2 separate regions of the Mus musculus genome follow, and region 2 is linked to region 1. A link is a contact called in public Hi-C data. All regions are on one chromosome and are shown on one strand. The core of a region is the stretch at or near the end of the contact, and the rest is flanking DNA. Distances in the headings are between cores, read along the strand shown. Region 1 has its middle 100 kb from the start of Gm30073. Region 2 overlaps Igf1os (a long non-coding RNA gene).

Region 1 (7,959 bases), core at 3,688-6,187:
AGTATCTATTCCAAGTTTACCTGTATTGCTTCCTCGCTCAAGAAGTCACCATGGCACTTGCATCTACCCTCAAAGAAAGGACAATAAAAAGCACATCCATCCATATGTGAGGGAGAGGTGAGCTACCTCTGCCATACCCCTCACCATCTATGGCAGGTTCTGAGAGCTGCCTCTGTCCCCAAGAGCCTGCCCAGCCCCTTGCCTGATGCGACATAAGAGCCATATACCTGGCATGATCAGTACAACAGAGCTGACCCTGCAGGTGTGGGCACCAATGAGCCATCCTGAGGGCATGACAGCAGGAAAGCCCCTCTGCCCCTTGCTATCATCATTGGTTGAGCTAGCCAAGTCATTGCTGGAGATCTCACCCTAGTGGTATGGGTATAGAACTGGCTGGCTGATCAGCTTAGCTACCATTCAGGCCCAGATTCGGGGCTTTGAGTTGGCCCACCCTAAACATCTACCTCATTTATGAACTGCTTGAGTGCATGGAGGGTCTGGTCCTACAGATCCAAAGATGCAGGATCTCCATGACACAAGGCAACAATGGGATATGGAAGAGGAATCACAGATCCAGTATTATCCAGTATTGATAGTGTAGTAGAAGCCAGAGGCCTCAAACCAAACCAATGGCTCATTGTGATGAATATTTGCTAGCAAAGAGGTGTGGACCAAAGGGTATACTTTAGGACACACTGTGTGACACAGCACAGATTTCACAAGATTTTTTTTTCTTTTGGGGGGAGGTTGCAAGGGTAAAGGTGGGTACAAAGGGACAGGGAGATGGATGAGTGGGATTGGGGCACATGATGTGAAATAAGTCCACATATTCCAATGACAAAAGAATACTGAGGAGAGAGAGCGCTTGTAGGTCTCAAGCAGGGGTTGTGTTTATATTGTTTTCTCACTGGAAAAAAATCTGTTCTTAGAACATCTTCTACATTCAATTGTTTTTCCAACTTTCTATCTAAAATTCATTTAGTTATAATGTCTGCCCACACATATAAATTAAAACAAATACCTAAATAAATATCATAAAAGTACACTAAGCAATACCAAGAGACTTGACTAACTCGGAGTTTTGAAAGAAAGGAAGGAAGGCAGTGCTCAGATTGTCTACACTCACATGAGCATCACAAACCTTTCTGTTGTGAGGTATATAAACATGGGCACCGATGCTCTCATCCAGGTGCTTGATCTTCCTACAGAATAGCTGATGCTGCGAGGGAGAACCCTTCCCCCAAGGAGGCTACAGAGCTGCTTTGCAGGTTACATCTCCTTTGTGCCTTTGCCAAAATGTCTACTTGTTTCAGGAACCTTCTATTAGCTCCTCGTAAAATCACATAACAAACTCATGGGTGTAAAACAAAAGCAACTCACCACCACACAGACATGTGATAAGCCTCAAATCAGTCCACTGGGCTGTCAAGGTGCTAGCAAGGCTCCATCTCTTCTGGAGGCTTAGAGGGGGCAATTCTACTTCTGTGCTATTTCCAGCTTCTACAATCCACCCTCCCAATTCCTTGGCTAGATGCTTTTGTTTTTGTCTCCAAAGGTATATGTGTAATATCCTCAACTCTGTTCTGAGTCTCTGACCTCTGCCTCTGTCACCATGCTCCTTTTGGTGACACTTACCCTCTTCATCCTCTCTTGTAAAGACCCAATGGTAACACTGGACTACCTGGACAACCCATGATAACCTCTCCATTTCAATACCACTAATCACAGCTGCAAATGCCCCTTGCTATATACAACATTGCCATAGGTTCTGGGAATACAGGGATATCTGAAAGACCTTAATTCAGTCTACTAGTGTTCAGTAGTACTTGTTAGGTAGTTATGTCCTTATCATTGCATGAAGTTCTTTTCTTTTAACTGCCTTCTACAGAAGTGGTTGCCTGTCAACCATGAGCTCTTCCCCTGCAGTTGTGCCTTGATCTGATCCTCCTTGTTGATTCTATGCACTGTAAAGCACTGGCATTTTCTCCGAAGGCTTTGGGCTGGATGTATTTTGTGACAAAGTATATCCCTTTCTCTTTGGGACTGTCCCAGGGACAGATTCCCAGCTGACATTGCAAATTCCACCACTGTTCTGCCATGTTCCTAAAGTCACAAAGACCCAGAAAAACCATACTGTGTTCTCTGTCTCAGCTCTGAGATAATTAATAAGACTAGCAAAGAAACATGGAAACATGATCTATATATAGTGTTAGACTTGAGAATTTTGTCTGAGATTTTTGCTTCTGTTGTTATACTTGAGAATTCTGCCCTCTATTCCTGACACCAAACCACAGAGTGAGGGAGTTACCCACATTATGATCAGTAGCACAGTATAGCATATCTTCCTATGTGTAGTCTCACCCCAGGAAAGGTGATGGTGTGGAGATTTGGTACAGAACATTCAAAGGACATTGGCTGAGTTACCATTCCCTGCTTCTCTCCTAGTCTCACTCAGAGACTGCTTAATCTACTTCTATTAGGTAGATCAAGTAGTGTTTGCCGTTAGCTGAGCATTTCCTACATTCAAGGAACTGTCAGAGGAGGCCAAGAGAAACTCACTGCCACCAATAACTAATCCATTTTTGCCCAAGTAGGTAGAATGTAAGGTGAAGGGGAAATGAGAAAGCACCACCATTGAATCAGGGGGGTCCCAACACCCACTTGTGATCACAGGTGACCCACCATAAGCCCTGTTCTGACTGCCTAAGCTTAGAGAGGTAACTCTGGTCTTACACTGCACCACCACCACCTGGAAGACTCTCGTTGGTAGGGGTAGAGCTTGCCATTTGCTCCCTATTACTAGGCACTGAAATGTAGGTTGCTTATGATCCTATTGTGTTTAAAGTTGTAACATGACACAAAATTCACAGAAGACTGAGCCAAATCACAAGAAAGGATTTTAATTTGTAAATATTTTAATTTGCAAATGTAAATTAAATTTGCCTAGTTATATAAGCCTGACCCACTGTATACAGTTTTTTGTTATTGCTGTTATATAAAAACATAGAATTATGAGTTTGAATCAAAGCTAAATAACAGTTAAATGAATATTCAGCAGGATCTTCCTCATTTCTCTCTTCTTTCCTTTTTCCTTCCTTCCTTTCCTTTTTTCCTTCCTTCCTTTCCTTTTCTCCTTCCTTTCCTTTTTTCCTTCCTTCCTTCCCTTCCTTCCTTCCTTCCTTCCTTCCTTCCTTCCTTCCTTCCTTCCTTCCTCCCTCCCTCCCTCCCTCCCTCTCTCTCTTTCTTTCTTTCTTTCTCTGATTTTCTGACCAGTCTAAGTAACTTGAAACAATCTGTTCAATCATTTACTCATATAAAACTCCCACAGTTAAGTACCAACCCTTGGTACGCGGTGTCTGACATGTCTCTACATTTATTTCCTAGGACTCTTCCTCAGTGTGATTTGCCTTGGACTATACTGCATTCAAAGCCACTTCTTGTCCACACGGCCAACATTTGCTTTCATGTTCTCTCTCGTTCCCATCTCTATCCACCTTAGGACCAAGTTCAAACGTCACATATTCCTGGATGATTATTTTTTCTTCCCAAGTACCATTCAACTTCTTTTCAGCCTTGAATGTTTTCTAAGAACAGAGACCTTGTCTGTATTATTTAGAGGAGGACTGCCACAGATGCATGTTCCACTTGCACATGGTGGTCCCGCCTTGCAATGCCGAGCATATTGTTTCATTCGGGAGAAACATTAGCTCAGTTTTTTAGTAAACAAATTAATGACTTTGAGCGGAAAGATAAGGCCATCATCCTCTAATGGCCAATGTAGTCAATTTGGTCTTGAGATAGTGAAAAGTCTAAAGTCAGAACCTCGAAAGAAAACCAAAGAGAGACAGTGCTGAGAGACTCATTAGGCTGCTATCAGATGAATGCTGGGATCTAGCTCCATATTAAGATAGAGTCTGATGTGGTTAACACACACACACACACACACACACACACACTACACTTTATCCCTTTCCTACTAGTGTGGCATTTTGGAGACCAAGAAACTTTTCATGGCTTCGTAGGAGCTAGGGTGCCAGACAATCACTGGCTACCAAAGTCACCCGGAGCCTGTCGTTGTCTCATGTTCTAGAAGAACTGGTATAACGTGGGACAGTAGTGATTTAGTAAGATTTAGTAGATTTAGCAAGACAGAGTAGAAGGGACTCCTGAGAGTAGGAAGGGCTCGAAGGGAGAAACACCATCACTTTGTCTTGCCTCGGGGATTCCTATGGTGGGAATTGGATGGACACTGAAATAATCTTTATTGGGATTGGTCAGTTTTGAGTATCTGATGGGCTGAGCCAATGAGGACTTTATATTCAGTACGCATGCTCCCTGGACCAGAGAGACGGTTCAGTCAAAGGAGTGGCTGTGTGTGACTTGTTCATGAGCCACCATGAGCCGTGTCCTCACTGCCTGAGGGAGCTAACTCTTGTCTTAACTACTTCACATCACCCAACACCTGTCAGAACCCCTTTATTGTGGGGAGGTCTCACTGCTAGGTCCTGCAGCCAGTCCTAGGAAAACTGCTGTGAGATATGATACCAGATACCAACGCCATGATGGCTTTTCTTAGGAACCTCTGTGGCTCTCTGAAGTTAGGAAGCTAGCATCGTTTTAACAGTCTACAACTGGATGCCTGCTTCTTCAGCAGAACATATTCCCAAATAGTGAGACGAAAAGGAATCAAGATAACAGTGATCCAGAATGCTTGGATTAGAACCCTGTCTCTGACCATTTCCCTAGCGCATATGTAGCATTACTTGATGAGTGAAGGATTTCTAACAGAGTATAGCTACTTATTCAGAAGCATCTAGGTGTCTACTTACTGACTTCAGTCCCAGAGCCAGGAATCGCAAGCTCCTCCACCCACGAGCGTCCCAGGACCCAGGACAGGAGATGGTATTGCTTAGCATCTAAGAATTCATGATCTACTTCTTAAAGGGGAAGTCAGTTTTTTCTCCGTTCATCCTCCATGACTGGAGCTATGTCCCCTGTGATGGGAGGGACTTAGCTGAGTTTTCCTTGCTGCTCCCAGAGATTATTGTTGCTAGAAATACTGATTCTGGAGTCAGAGAGACCCAAGCATCCAGGACTGGACTTGCTTCTTACAACTGAACTCCATCAGCCTCAGGTTCCTCATCTGTAAAATGAGGCTGATTCTTACAGAATGTATTTAAAAGCTTCTAGTGAGAGTCATGAAGTAAGCTCTCAATGGAAAAAGTGCTACTTTTAAAGAAAATGACATAACCCTTGAAGACATTGGCCCAACGAGTCTTGTGACTTCCTCCAGCCCCTCTGCATTGTCCCCGTGGAAACTAGACATAAAACGTCAAAGGCAAAAGCAGTAAGAAGTGGAACAAGAGCAATGACACCAGAGCATGACTCCACTGGCTATTTATAACAGATGGCCTGGTCTCATCAGCCAGAATTGCCCCGCCCCCCAAGGGTATGTGTGAGTTAAGATGTGCAGTTACCAACCATGCAGTCCAGCCAAGACCCATGGTTTCTGGAAGGAAGATTTCTTTCTTTCTTCTTCTTTTTTTAAAAAATGGTGGTTCCATTTTCAAGACTCATCACAGCTGTCAGTATAAGGATGTATCCTCAATGAGGGAACCATTTTTTTTTTACTAATTTATAAAGTTCTCAGCATAGCTAGGAAAAAAAATCCTCTTTGTTAAGCTTCCTTAGAATGCCATTAGATCCTTGAAGAAATATCAAATGAAAGTAAGGGTAGAAATGACTTAGAGACACACAAAAGCAGGGCATTTAGTCTTCTGATGTGGGGCTTTGTTAGAGTAGAAGTGGGGAAGGAGGAAAAGGAGGACAGGCAGGAGGATTAGTTATATCCTGACAGCCCCATTTGTCTCTATTTTGAAATAGCATATTGCCCATGATAAATTTAAAATTGTGTTTTAAAGTTGAATATGTAGCTCAGTTGGATGTAGCTCACTTGCCTAGAAACATTTGCATATATACGTCCACATAAACATGTACATGCAGCACTCATACAACAATACACACAACACACACATGCACACACACACCTACCCATACTACATACACACCACATAAACACACATACACATACCACACAAACACCATATAAATACCACAACATACATATACTACATAAACACACCACATACACCACACACATACTACATATACACCACATAAACACACATATACACATACCACACAAACACCACATAAACACCACACACATACACATACTACATACTACACATACCACATACACTACACACATATACACACAACACATACATACCATACATAAACACACACACTTAATTACATTGCTTCACTTAATCCTTAAAACCACCTTCTGAGATATGTATTATTTTAACCCTTGTTTGTCCTCTTAGGAAATGTAGGCACAAAAATATTACATGGCTTAAGGGAGTCCTATATCTGTGCTCAGTCTGCAATTCAAACACAAGGAAGATGAAGTTCTCATGATGAATTTACTACAAACACAAGAAGTAGCTCTTTTTCTTCTTTTATCTGTTTCTTTAACATGAACTATTTCACTCTGAGAGTCAATAAATATTTAGCTCGCTAACATGTGAATGATTGTATTACCAAACTCACATGACCCAAACTATCTGAACAACAGTACTTACCAGTCAGTCCAGTTTCTGTCATATAACTCCCATATTTGCATCTGTTCATTCTAGAAGTTCAGAGATGTAAACTTTTTTTCTCTTCACGTATATGTCCCACTTTTACTGTTGGGATGAAGATGGGGCGATGGGGGCATTTTCTCTGCCCATCATAAAGGATGATGGCCAATAGCCCTATAACAAACATTCACATCCTATCACTTAACCCAGAAGGAAAGTGTTCTATTAAGGAAGAAAATTAATTCTCTTTGAGGATAGCTAAAATTAGGAAAATTCTATATATAAAAAAAAAAAAAGTACCCTCAGCCCTTTAAAATGAAACCATGTCCAGAAGGCATTGGTACCTCTAACCAAACAAAGGTGAGAATCCATCCCTTAGATTTGGGAAGGCTGATTTGGGAAGGCTGAAAACAGGGACTCTTTGGAAACAGAGCTGATTAATAGCTTGGGAAGATTTTGAGGAACCTTCCAGAATACAAAAATTCTAAGGCATGACAATGTGAAGCTGAAGGCATGCCATACAAACTGATGGGCCACAGGAGCCCTCAGTTATCAAATGGATTCTTGCAGACTCCTGAAAAAAAAAAAACCTGATTTTTATTTTGCCTAAACCCCCAAAACACTCATTGAGAAATGTCAAATTCCCACAGGATGAAGCCAGTTTTTCCTTGAGAGGAATCCTGAGCGGATACACAACAATTAAACTGAAATAGACTGTCTTAACCCTTATTGCAGTTCAAACACCCGAGCCATCAAAGCTGGCCAGTCCAAACCAGCTGCTCACTGCCATCCTTTGAGGTTCCTTGAACTGGGGCTTTGTTAGTGCAGGAGTGAGAGAGTATTTCAAAGGCAAGGGCCCTCCTTGGGAACTGATTTCCTGGTGACCTCTCTGAATGACATGCTTTTTCTCAGAATACATTCTCAGAGAATACCTAATCTCTGGTACCCCCATCCAAGCCCCTCAGCCAAGCATTGCTAGAAGAGTATGTGGACCCTATTTCCACTACTCAGGATAAAACTCCCCTGGTTAGCCTTGTTCCTTAAATGTAACATTTGAAGGAGAAAAGCCTTTTTTTTTCTGCCTCTCTGTGGTCTAGATGCTAGATCATGTGTCTTTCTATGGTGGTTTAATTTTTTTAAATGCATGATAAATATGCCTTGTAACCATGGCACTTTCAGACAGTCAGTATCTATATCAGCACAGTCTAGTTTAACAGCTCCGTTTCATTGTTTTTATATTTTAGTAATTCTGTTTTGACTTTTCATCTAAAAAAGTCCTATTTATATATAATATGTTATATTACATCTTATA
Region 2 (7,959 bases), core at 2,304-4,803, 140 kb after region 1:
CTCCTGCTGTGATTTATGGACATGATTTTGTTTTACAGAGTCCTGTTTTCACAGTAAAGACACCCATTCTCAGAGCACCCATTAGTGGAGGTATTATAGTTATAACTTTATATAGCTAAACCCACTCAGCCTTCTCTGCTTCTGAACCAGGGCTGCAGAGCACTGGCAGAAAGAAGTCTCTCTATTCTTTAGTTTAATTATCAACTATAGTGTTCCCTTGATGCTCCTTTCTGAACAGTTATTGGAAAGGTCCCCCAGTGTCACTTCACCTCATCCTCTTATACTTTCTTCCTTGCTTGATGCACAGGGTCCTGTTTTCTTTTAAGGAAAAAGAACTGAGCAGTCAAAACATGGGTTCCTCCATGCACAGACGTTCCTCTTCAGAATCCATCCCTCCTCTTACTTTCTGTGCCCTCTTCCTCTGTACCTCATTTGTTTTCTCTGCTCTTCTCCACCCCATGCGGCTCTTGCCTCTGGTTCTCCTCCTCTCTTGTGTTTCTCAGGATCTCGCTGCATTTCTCAGACGCTATCAGATAAGTGTCCTCAAACTCAGCCTGCATGTGGATAGAAAGGCTTTCGCTGGCACTCCCTGTAGCTGGCTTTCTTGCTTCTTGGCTCTCATCTCTCAGTTAACAGATTGAACTACCATGTCTGCCCCACACTGCTTCCCAGCTGCCCACATGTTCCTCCATTCAATGTAACACAGATAAACTCTTTTCCCACATTTTCAGTTCTAATAAACCTATGCCTTACTCAAAAATCTATTATCAGTGTTCTCAAAGGTGCAAACTTACTATCATCTGGGAACTTGGTAGGCATGAACTTACTGACCCCATCCAACATCTGCAGGGGATGAAACCCAGTAATTTGTCCTTTATCAAGTTCCTTGAATAATTTCATTGTACACTTTTAATTTAAGCTCCATATTGCTAGCCCCCTTCTTTCTCTTTTTTGAGTGTGTGTGTCCCATGCACATGAGTATATGGATGTGTACACATATGCATATACCTACAGAGGCCAGAACAGAATGTAAAGTAGACTCTTCTGTCACCCTCTGCCTTGTTGCCTTGAGACAGGGTCACTCGCTAACTAGAAGTTCACTGTTTGGGCTGGTCTGGCTGCCCAGTCACATGTGCCATGCCTGGCTTTTAACTTAGAGTCTGGAGACTGAAACTCAAATCATCCTGCATGCAGAACAGGCAATCTCACTGAACCATCTTCCCAAGCCTCACTTCTTTTCTGCTACGCATGGTTCCTTGTTTTCTATCAACTTAATTTCTTTCCTCCAATATCTGCCTTTCCTCAATGTATCTGCCTTCCAAGCATTCATTAAATACATTTATAATTCCTTTTGTTCTAGCCGTACATTATCTATTCTGTGCAAGTGAATTCCTCCATTCAGATCATTCAGTTACAGCTTGTATTAGCCCAGATTCTACTGTTTTTAAATGGAAGAGAAGGTAATTAAAGTTAAGGAAGATTGATCAAAATTAAAGAAAAGTCAGAATGTGTTTACCATTTTAACATGTGTGTTAGACATGAACTTATCCCATCCAAGATCTATTGGAGGTCCAAGGTCTTAAATAAAGTCACCAGGACCTGGCTGCTTTCTTTTTGTCTCCTGTCTGTTTTCATTTGAGTTGGCATTGCTTTTAGTCCAGGCCCCTGGAGACCTCCAACATGTTTGCTCACACTTCTAGGCTTCACTAGTTTATGTGACCACACTTAAGCCATCATTGATGGCAACAGTGTAAAAAACAGTTGACACTCTAAGCTGGAGTCACATCACTGCTCCTGATGGAAGGTGTGAGAGAAACTTCACTCACTATATGCAAAGGCATCCGTTGTCTTGTGGCACTGGCAATCCAAAAGGAGATATAGATAAGGAAAGGGTCAAAATAAACTGTCAGCTACTGGCATAAAAGAGTAATGGATACAGAAGGATAAGGGTGCAGAAGAGAGGGCGCATATTGCTCCTCCGAGAATTTTGAGATGGCCCTAACTGGAGGTTCATCAATTCTCGATGCCTATTCTCTTTGCTATGGCCTCCACTGTAATTCCAAGTTCTACTTCTTAAACTGTTATGTCCAGTTGCCTACATGCCTCATCCTTCCACATGGAAATGGAAATGTCTTAAATGGTTGTTAGTACATCCCTTCCCTCCGTTTGCTTTGCACTTCTTTTCTTAAACAGGGATTTTTATAGATGAGAGGAGCCGGCATCTTCTTTTCTCTATCCTCTCATCTTGAAGATAATAAATATAAAGAGGACAATGGGAACTACAAAAAAAATTAGGAAAAGTGTGAAGCATCAGGAATGAGTCTTGGGGGTGTTGAAGGGAAAAGGCTAGCAAGGCAGAGAGAGGCTTTCCTACTGCATCTTCTCGGAGGAAGCCTTCTGGATAAAATCTTAAATTTAGAAATGACTACCTTCACCCATTTCTTCCAGTTTCTACCTGGTAGGCATAGATACAGGCAGTGGTAATTTTCCCAGCTAATGGCACTTTGCAAATCCTGCTCATTTTACCTCTTAAAATATGTCTAGAATTTTCCCATTGGCTCACATGACTGTGGTCACTTCTATAGTCCAGGCTTCAACATCCATTCTGGTTTTTTTGTTTGTTTGTTTGTTTTACTAATCTCTTATCTGAGTCCCATCTAGTCTCCTTTCATCTGGTTTTATCATCTCTCTGAATACTCTCCATGTTATTCCCAGCACCCTTAGATTTCTACTAGTTGTGCTGAATGAAGACTGGAGCTGTCTGGCCATATCTCTAAAGTGGAGCCACTCAGCCAGATTAGGTTTTTCTCTGACTTCAGCTGCCTTAAGTGCAAGCATGAAAGAAATTCAGATGGTGTCTGTTTTTGACAAAATTGGGGAAAGGAGGAACGAACAAAGTAGATCCACACAAGAGCTGAATTATGAGAATGCTTCGTGGAATTTAAGTTGGTAAATTGGCAACTGAGGCCACAAGGAGACAGTGATCAGGGAAGCGGAATGGAGGTAAAGAATGGGCATGATTGAGGATAGATTTCCATATGACTGATAGAACATATGCAGCTGGATGGCTTAATTAGACTCTAGAGAAAGAGAATGGAGACTAAAAGGTGAGGTACAGGTGGAGGAGAAAACTAAATGCAAGGAGACAAAGGAGCTGAGAGGATCCTCAGCCACATGACGACGTAGATGGATGCTGATGTAGCCAAGAATGTTAGTAGAAACACGGATGGAAAGAAACGCAGTGTCCAGACAGTGAGTAGGTAATGAAGGTGGGCACTGACCGAGAAGACAGTGGATAAGGGCATCCCTGGGAGGAAGGTGGTCTGCCCCAACACTTGCAATCCAGAGTAGTTTAATATAGGGTCTAAACTGTGAGAAAACAGTCACAGGAAATGAGGAAGACACCGATCTGTACTCTCAAGCCCCCTGTGCATGTAAGATACAAAAAGAAAAAAGTAAATTCCACCAAGTGGATAAAATCAATAAGCATGTGGGTTTCAGAGCAAAATGGGGAAGTAAGAGAAGATGAAGAAGTAGGAGATTTTTGCTGATGATGTGCACTATGGGTCCCAGAGGATGCAATGAAAAGGGTGGGGATGGGGATGGTGCAGATTACAACAAGTTACAAGATGCATAAGATAATATTGAGGGTCTCCTGGATGAAGTGTAAAGAGGGTTTAAATGATGCAAAGTTAATCTCTATGAAGGCATTGAGTAACAGTTCTGACTGCAGCCTCCCTTTTGAGATTAGTCTTTTATCTTCCCTTTTACCTCTTATTTATTCTTCTCTCATACAATACATCCCAACACCAGCCTTCCCTCCACACACACACACACACCCTCTCCCCCAAGCCCCACTGCTCCTCTGTTTCCCTTCACAAAAGAGTAGGGATAGCAACCAAACATGGCATAGCAAGATGCAATAAGACTAGGCACAAACACTCATACCAGGACTGGATAAGTCTTAAAAGCAGTTTTCAGTGGTGAGGTTGGAAGTACTGGGAGACAGTACCATCTCACCAAGACAGGAGGAGTTCATTATTAGTCTGCTGGGGAACACACATTCTCAATGACTCACAACCTTCTCAGGGACCATTTCCATTTTCAAAGGAAGTCCTCTTCCTGAGGTAGACAGAGGGAAGAAATGTAGCGCCTTGGATTCCTGCTTCCTCAAGACCTCATTTATATGTTTATCTTGATCTTTAACTTGTTCTTCTTTCCTTATCCCAACTCCAGTCAGCCACTCATTTACCATGGGTGTGCAACCCTGGGTCTACAGATTGTGAGAACAAATACACATTAATTTTGCATGGTATTACAACACATTATCATTCACAAAGTTCCTATTCAAGAACCATACACATACACACACACACACACACACACACACACACACACACACACACACACAGAGAGAGAGAGAGAGAGAGAGAGAGAGAGAGAGAGAGAGAGAGAGGGAGAGAGAGAGAGAGAGAGGTCCAAAGTGTTTTAAGTTATTTACAATGTTGTGTTGAGCTATATTCATAGCACTCCTGGATCATGTGTGGCCTGCAGGCTATAGAATGAACATCTTTGAGAGCATTAACAATATAACAAAGATTATAGCTGAAACTATAGCAGTCATCAAACTATCAAAATCAAGTCAATGTGCAATGATAATCTCTATATTTAATGCCATAGCTTCCAAATTATACTGGTACACATTAACAAAAGGTTAGTATGGTTATTCATCATTTGAATTGAATTGAATTTGATAGGTTTAAATTCTTTGAGACAAGTATCAAGGTTGAACATTTAAATTCAGTGTTCCTGGAAGGGTAGTAAAAAAGACAGTAGATTTGGTAGCAGATGGTATTCCCAAAGCTTTGCAATCATGTTTTAGCTGGATTATTTCTTGACACTTAAATAAATTGAAGATATTAAAAATCGGTTCATACAGGTCACCTTGACCTTGTCCCAACTTTAGCAAGTCATCAGAAACTTTATATTCAGATGGCCATTGCAATGGATTCCATTAAGGAACTTTGGGGGCTAGCAATTCGTATTAAATATGTACAAATATCCTCATAGTGGCAACTTCACTCTGCTAGCCTTATTTGTGTTACCCGTAGGAGATGGGTATTGATAATCCTACTTTGATAAGTAAGAAGATTTTAGAGTACAGGTAATATGTTCAAAGGCCCACAGCCAGTGACTGCTAGAATTTTTTTCTGGTCTCCTTACGTTCTTGTTTTTGTTAAGATGAGGTTGGGCTATGCATAACCATGCTGGCCTCAACTCCTGATCCTCCTGCATCTGCTTCGTGCGTGCTGGAATTACTGCCATGGACCACCACACCATCTTCAGGCTGTCTCCAAGAGAGACTGCAAAGCCAGAAAGGACAACTGACTAGCTCGAGGCCGGAGAACTACAAGCTGATGCCTCTAGTACTTATTTAGGAAACACTGTCTTTTGTCAACATAGTGCTTTACTTTCTGTACTTGAATTATCTTAAAGCCTGGCCTATTTCCTAAAAGCCTGTTTCAAAATTTCTCTTACTTTAGTGTGGCCAATTTTCTGGGTACAGAAATGTAAGAGAAACTTTCCCCAAACAAGTACCTATCCTGTTTCCCCATAAAAAGCAACATCAGCGAATGTATGTGGCATGGTAGTACCCACTTCTTCATTTTCTTGAGAAGTTTGGGGTCACTGCACCCAGTTATTATGTGCAGAACTCCTTATCAGATCCCACTCTCTCCACCTCCATGAGCTATGATATCAATAGAAAGTTGGACATTATACTGTTTCCAATGCAAGTCCCTTCCAGCTCTAACATTTCAACATCCTGAAGTGTTCTGACCTTTAAAATTAGGATGCAAAGGAACAGGTTTCCTCTGTGCATTCACACACACACACACACACACACACACACACACACACACACACACATACACACACACACACACACACACACACACACACACACACACACACACACACGTCTTAGTTCTCCTTCCCTACTCTCCCACACCTGCACCTTAAATCCTTCAGTATTCCTCTCTGCCACATGTCCATGTCACATGTCCATGTCACATGTCCATGTCATGTGTGTTCTATTACCCTCTCCACCACGCCTTCGTCACATGCCATGTCACTCTTATGGTCCCTTTCTAGTTTTAGGATCATGACCCACATTTGCTCCCATGTAACCACTCATACATGTGCACTAGAAGCAATAGTGACACATGACAGAGAACGTGTGGATATTTGCCTTTCTGAGTCTGGGTGAGTTGACTTAACATGTTCTTTAGCTTGATCCATTTTTTTTCCCTGCAAATTTCAGTTCCACATTTCTTATTGCTGAATAAAATTTCATGTGATATGTAGCACATTTTCATCATCCATTCATTGATTGATGTACAGCTAGGTTGGCTCCATCTCCTTGCTACTGTGAATGGGACAGCAATGTACATGAATATTTATGTATCTCCACACTAGGATACATACCGTTTTGGGTATATATCCAGTAATGGTATAGTCGGTCATATGGTAGCTCTATTTCTAGTTTTTTGAGCAACTTCCTCACTTCCTTCCTTAGTAGCTGCACCAGTTTAATTATTCACACTAACAATGACAAAGCACTTTCCTCTTCCCTATGGCTTGCCAGTATTTGCTTTTTCCCCTTAATCATAACCGTTCTAACTGGGGTGAGATGGGCTTCCAAAGCATTCTTGATCTCCTCAATTGTTCTTAAAGATGATAGATGACTTAAAAAATATATTCGCTTTAAAAATATTTATTGTCATTTGCGTTTCTTCTTTTGAGAAGGATTTAAAAATGCTCTGACTTTGACTTTGATCTTGAAATTAACTTTCCTGGCTGAAAATATGATCTTCTATTTCTCCTCCCTACCCATCCCAAGAACCACAATGGGTAGAAGCTGTTAAATGCTGGAGCTCTGTTTTGCTCGTCTCTTCCACGAGGTCAGATGCACAGGCTTGAGCGCAGGAAGGGAAGAGGGCTGTGGGTTTCTGGGTTGGCCGTCAGCGTTTCCAGCACTTGGTAGTAAACTGAAAAGATGGATGCTTTTGCTTTTGCCCTCGGGGTAAGAATTGGTTGAATTCCCCCAGAGCACTGGTTCTCAGCCTTCCTAATTCTGTGACCTTTTAATACAGTTTCTCATGTTATGGTGACCCCTGACCATAAAATTATCTTGTTGCTACCTCATAACTGCAATTTTGCTACTGTTATGAATCGTAATGCAAATATCTGCTATACAGGGTATCTGCTATGCGACCCCCATGAAAGCACACTTCAACCTTCAAGGGGGCCTCGACCCACGAGTGGAGAACTGCTGTTCTAGATGTCTGAGAGCGTCAGAAATCTCCTGGCTGGTTACCACCTGAATTTTATTTGCTACAATTTCTCATTTTCCAAAATAGGTATCCACCTGATTCTAACAAAATTTTGATGCAATTTCATAATTTAAATTAGCACTCACTACTAATGAGCTAAGATTATTATAGCTATGAAACCACCATACCGAACGAATGCACTAATGATGTATATTCAAAATTCTAGTAAAATCTTGAGTCAATAACTCGAAGAAATCAAAACTACATGTTTAACCAAACGATGTCTGTGTACTTGCTAGATGGCAACTGACTGTCCATCACAGTCAAGCACACACTTTTAAGTGGTACTTGGGGCGCTTCCTCTCAAAGCAAAATGCTTGATCAGATTGGGATCAGTCCTGTAGGAACACTTATAAATTAACATCTTATAGCTGTGGAAATTTAAAATATAGTAAAAATTTTAAAAGGTTAAAAAAAAGTTCAACAAAACAATGCTGTGGTTCATGGAAGAAGAGAAATGAGGTGACAGACAGACAGACAGACAGACAGACAGACAGACAGACAGACTTGAGCTGGGAGAAGTACCGTGGCATGTGTGTGAGGATGAGGATGAGAAGGCAGAGGG

Evidence for each region. A called contact is a pair of places that touch in the nucleus more often than the background predicts.
Region 2: a contact with region 1 is called in a Hi-C map of bone marrow-derived macrophages, with 61 read pairs. The contact joins two enhancer-like sites. A contact is called at or near these places in 8 of 484 Hi-C or Micro-C datasets (the AML12 cell line, the HPC-5 cell line, bone marrow-derived macrophages and 4 more), 5 of 115 datasets of contacts at active chromatin or transcription factors (bone marrow-derived dendritic cells, embryonic stem cells, microglia and 1 more) and 1 of 9 other capture datasets (bone marrow-derived macrophages).

Annotation. Positions count from the first base shown.
Region 1 is chr10:87,691,319-87,699,277 of GRCm38.p6, forward strand. No RefSeq gene overlaps it. Among named protein-coding and RNA genes, the nearest start is that of Gm30073, 100 kb to the right of the region's middle. Within about 2 kb of position 4,938, at least 9 of the 459 cell types and tissues checked have an H3K27ac peak or open chromatin away from gene starts, as enhancers often do. A contact at or near this core is called in bone marrow-derived macrophages, where this site is marked.
Region 2 is chr10:87,836,123-87,844,081 of GRCm38.p6, forward strand. The region is part of intron 1 of Igf1os (a long non-coding RNA gene); the gene reads right to left. Among named protein-coding and RNA genes, the nearest start is that of n-TKctt21, 10 kb to the left of the region's middle. Within about 2 kb of position 3,554, at least 4 of the 459 cell types and tissues checked have an H3K27ac peak or open chromatin away from gene starts, as enhancers often do. A contact at or near this core is called in bone marrow-derived macrophages, where this site is marked.